2 separate regions of the Gossypium hirsutum genome follow, and region 2 is linked to region 1. A link is a contact called in public Hi-C data. All regions are on one chromosome and are shown on one strand. The core of a region is the stretch at or near the end of the contact, and the rest is flanking DNA. Distances in the headings are between cores, read along the strand shown.

What was found. Hi-C and Micro-C count contacts between places; a contact is called where the count stands out from the background.
Region 2: a Hi-C map of leaf shows a contact between it and region 1, with 1.5 times the contacts expected there. The contact joins the promoter of LOC107901744 here to the promoter of LOC107902056 in region 1. A contact is called at or near these places in 2 of 34 Hi-C or Micro-C datasets (leaf and petal).

What each region holds. Positions count from the first base shown.
Region 1 is chrD06:39,531,302-39,533,909 of Gossypium_hirsutum_v2.1, forward strand. LOC107902056 (methionine S-methyltransferase) reads right to left here and starts at 1,307. Exons shown (of 12, transcript XM_016828317.2): 1 at 775-1,307; 2 at 351-544; 3 at 40-246. The coding sequence starts at 988.
Region 2 is chrD06:40,274,289-40,276,896 of Gossypium_hirsutum_v2.1, forward strand. LOC107901744 ((6-4)DNA photolyase) reads left to right here and starts at 1,281. Exons shown (of 15, transcript XR_005914526.1): 1 at 1,281-1,801; 2 at 1,960-2,031; 3 at 2,482-2,562.

The DNA of each region.
Region 1 (2,608 bases), core at 57-2,556:
ACTATATTAAACCATATAAGTTGACAACTGTGACAATACCTGAGGTATGCATCCAACAATTCGTTCAAGTTTAATATCATGTTCCCTACAATAAGATAGCAGATCAGATTCATGAAACTCCACCCTATCCAGTAAAGTTTTCTTTTCTGCATCATATATCGGTTGGCCTTTCTCATCAAAAGCATTCATGTATAAGTTTATGCAAGAAACCTTCACTGCTCTTGGATTTATATCGAGGCCATAAACCTGCAGAGTTTAATTCAGGCACATAAAAAGATTCATAAATCGGGTTGAATACCTAAATTGTCCATGCATAAGGAAAATGATAGGGTACAAAAAGAAAAAAACACCTTAGCAGGCAACCATTTCTCAGCAATGGCTATAGTTATCCATCCATTTCCACAGCCAAGCTCAGCAACTGTCATTTCCTTGAAAATGGAATCTGGGTGTCTATTGAGTCCTTCATAAAAGGTAAACGACCAGTCTTCTGGCATAAAAATGCTAGGGATCACCATCATTGTCAGTTTCTTCCTTCCCTGATAGCCTGAACATAGTGCAAAATATGTTAACTATGAAGCACGACAAGCATATCACAGGCTATTTATAAGAAAGTTAATCATAAGTAAAACAGATGGAGCAGAAACCACTGCTGAATACAGTGGGATTTAGTGTCCGTACAGTGTATGTGTGGGCCTGTAGGCAACGAAAAAAGAAAAAGAATCCAACCAAAGGCTACAATCGCTAGATTATATTGCTTGAATTATACATTCTTACCTTCAGACCGATCCAAGTAAATGTCCTGTATCCGGAAATGGTATTTGTGGAAGCAATCATCTGAGGAACCGACCCGGGATTGAAGATCCGAAAGGAAGACCCGGGCTTCAGTGCGGGTCTTGGGATCCTCAAGCTTCTCCAGAAGCGATTTGAGGGCAGCGAAAGCACCATCACCTGACTGCTCGCACTGCTTCAAAAATTCCTCCAGAGTCATTGCCCCCCGCGCGCAGACACACTCTCTATGTTTTCCTCCTTTTTCGGTTTCCCAAACCAGAGGCCAAAAATTATTTTCTACTCTTTTTTTTTTTTTTTTGGTGTGTGTGTGGCAATATTAGCTGACAGATAACAAATATATAATAGTGAATAGTAGCATTAGTAAAAACACGAAAAATAAAACGAAAGAAATGAAGAACTTTGGGATTTTTGAGTTCGTATCCTATTTTATCCCATCATCCTCCTATTCGAAACTACGAAATACGATTATCAGGACGTCCTGAGTGTGAAAATTAGACTAATGTCTTTTCCTGGTCATCAAATGATAAATTATATTCTACATCACCTTAAAATAGAATTGATTTTATTTTAATTTTTTTATCGAATTAATGACTCTCAATAAAAATTTCTTTAATCTACTTGGGTGATTTTTTTTACCTTTTATTAAAATGAGGGATCTTTCTATAATTAGTATAAAATACTTTTTATTTTTGTTTATTTGAAAGATAAAGATTTCAATAGCGGTGTCATCAATATTTTAAACCTCTTTAAAAAAGGGAATCCAATGACGACGATAACTCTATCACTAGATTCAAATGAGGAATGTCAAATTTTATTGCCGAAGCAACTCAAATCGACTTTGTTCATTTTCTTGATATGGGCTCACTCAAATTGATCTAAGGTTATATACAAGGTCAAACACGGAGTCAAGATATGAATTCCAACTCAAATTATCAAATGGGAGGATTGTGTCTCGAGACAGGGAAGCCATGTCTCGAGACACGCCTCCCTTATTTTGAACCTCTAACTTCGTAGTATGTTGTCTTGGGACAATTGGATTCATATTGGGATCTAGTGCCCTTAGTGTAGTATTTTTGTTTATATGTACTTGTATTTTTCAAACAAGTTGATTTAATAAAATATCTATCAATTTTATTATTATATTTTGTATATTGTCCTTAATAGTTTTTTGCACACAAAGCAAAATGAAAATAAATATTGACTCAATGATTATCTATCGTTTAACTAATACTAAGAAGTATTACATGGTTAGATCATAATGCGAAAATACAACTTATTAGTAGTAAACATATAGTTAGTTTAATTAGAAATGAACAAACCGATTAAAAGACTAATATGCCGTCTATCAAGTCCAATTGGAGAGATGCATTGTCTTAAGTATCGAAGTGGATGACTTCCAAAAGATAGAAACATAGATGTTATCAATTGGATTGATAGTACATGAAATAGGACCCAAATAGAATAGATCCTAGATTTGTTTATGGATTCATTCACTTGTGAAGTTCATAGTGTGACATACCTTAATTCTAAATGGATGATGGACCATATATGATTGACTCATACACTTTGATGTAAATAAAAACCTGAGTTCAAATATATAAGGAACCGAAAGTTAGTACGTTGTGTATACGACTTTTGTAGTATGTAGCATCATTCCACGACTGTGGAATTCATAGCCCAATAAACGATAAATGATATTATCTTATCGGCATTATATGATAGATGAAAAGTAGACATCGCCACGGGTCATTTGCCTTTGTGATAAATTACTTTATTACTATTTGATAGTAATTGACTTGTCATTAAGGAAGATGTAATA
Region 2 (2,608 bases), core at 31-2,530, 740 kb after region 1:
TAACCACTGTCACCCATCATAATAAAATTTGTCCACCTTAATCAATTTTTTATTAACTTTCATCACCTCATAATTTATTTATTAATTTTTTATATACTGGTTAGCTTCTTTACTTACTTAGTTGTTTTAATTATTTTCAGATTCTTGTCACTATGTATTTTGGAATTAAAAAATATATTAAATGTAAAAATATGATTTTTTAATAAAAGTTATTTTAAAAATAAAATGTGAAATTGATACCAATATAAAATTTTAACACGAATGTTTTATGGCATAATTAATAATTCAATTTTAATATAAATATTCAATATGACTAAACAATTCAATAATATAAATAATATAAAATGTAAAATTTAATTTAATAATATAAATAGTAGATATAAATAAAATTATTACTATTTACATTTAATGAATTTTTTTGGATAATTTTGATTTTTTATTTGAAAGTAAAGAGTGAGAAGTAAAAGTTTAGGGGGAAAATAAAAAGTTTTGAGAATAAAAGTTTGAGAGAAAGTAAATATGGGGAGTAAAATTTTGGAGGTAAAATATTTAAAAAAAAAATTGGAAGGGGAGGGTTTGGGGTAGATGAGAGGTGGGATGGAAGGGAATAGAAGTTTTAGGGGAAAAGTGGGAAGGTTTTCAGGGTTTTTGGGAGTAAAATTTTGAGAAAAAGTAAATGGGAAAGTAAAATTTTGGTGAGAAATGAATTTTGGGTAGATTGGGGGTTGGGAGGGGAGGGGAGTAAAAGTTTTGATGCGAAAGTGGGAATGAGTAAAAGTTTTGAGGGAAAAGTAAAAATGTTTGAGAGTCTGGGATAAAAATATAAAATATTATAGTTTGATATTCGAATTATTCGAATTATTTGAATTATTCGAGTTATTCGAATTCTAAAACTCAACTCAATTCGAACTCGAAATTTGAAAAAAAAATTCGAGTTGATTCGAATAACTCGATTAACTCGAATAACTCGATTCGTTTAACTCGAAATTTAAATTTTTTTTCGATTTTTTCGAGTCGAATCGAGTTTTGCTCACTCTTACTTCTCGTATTTTCTAAGTCCATTGAGATTCAGTTCTTCACCTTTTTAATACACTAATCTTCCTAATTAAAATGTGCAATACCCTTTCTATGAATAATGGTTTAAACGTTTTTACCAAAAATATCAACTTTGTTTAAAAAAGTGAATCAATTCTTCTAAAAAGGAGAAGGTTGAAAAAGAAGCTTTCAACCACAAGAAATCCACATATTAGGACCCTCGACGTGGCGCTACATTAACCGCACCAGAGTTCCTCACCCAAGCCTATTTTTAACGTACATCGTATACCGTTTGCTCAGAGTTCTTTTCAATTCACAAGCATCCTTGCCATACACCTCGTACGTGCACGTTAGCCGACATCTCTGCCTCCCACATTTAAGGCGCCAACTTACCCAACGGTTCAAAACCGCAATTTTGTTGTCTTATGAAATGAAACCTCCACTTTCTCTACTGAATCCCAGCATGCTATCCGGGTCGGGTTCGTTAATGTGGTTCCGAAAGGGGCTCCGGGTCCACGACAATCCGGCGCTCGAGTATGCTTCCAGAGGATCCACTTGTGTTTACCCTTTGTTCGTCATCGACCCTCACTATATGGAGCTGGACCCAAACGCCTACTCCCCAGGATCCACCCGTGCGGGTATAAACAGGATCCGGTTCTTATTGGAGAGCCTCGCTGACCTTGACTCAAGTTTGAAGAAACTCGGGTCGAGGTTGTTGGTGTTGAAGGGTGAGCCTAGTGAGGTTTTGATTCGTTGCTTAAACGAGGTGATTTTCTCTTTATAATTTACATGTATTGTTTTTTTTCTCTTTTTGATATCTATAATTTACATATATTGTTTGTTTGTTTAAAGTTAAACTTAAAACTATGAAGAATTGTCTTTTTCTTTTTTATAATGCTTGTTTGATTTTTTGGTTTTTGGCAGTGGGATGTTAGAAAGCTTTGCTTTGAGTATGACACTGATCCATATTATCAAGCTTTGGATGATAAAGCTAAGGTAAAACTGTGCTTTTTTTCCCCCCCTATCTTTCAAGAACAATACTTAACTTTCCTTGAGTTTTTCAAATATTAGTGTTATATCAAATAAAAATGGGCTTCCACCAACATTATAGTCCAACGGCAAAACTTGGTATTTTCAATTAGTTTGAGGTTTCATGTTTGAGTTCCAGGGAGGATGTTCAATTCATGTGCTGCAGTTGCTGTAAGCTTTTTCTTGTACTAAACATACATATCTATATTATTTGGAGTTGGGTGTGTATTGGATATGGATACGTGTCTGAAACAAGTAGCTTTTCTATGTATTTGGGATCATATCCGCGTACCTAGATCCAAAAATATATCAGACACAAGGGTACTTCAAGAAAAATAAAAAGTTGGAGTTAGCTAAGTTAGCAATTCATATGCTTATATTCTTTATAGTAAATAAAGATTGCCTTTGTTTCTACAGAATTATGCTTCTGCAGCTGGAATCGAGGTTTTCTCTCCAGTGAGTCATACCATCTTCGATCCTGCAGATATTATAGAGAAGGTAAGCCAGAAGTTGGTATCAACAGAGTTGGAAGCTTTTACGCCAA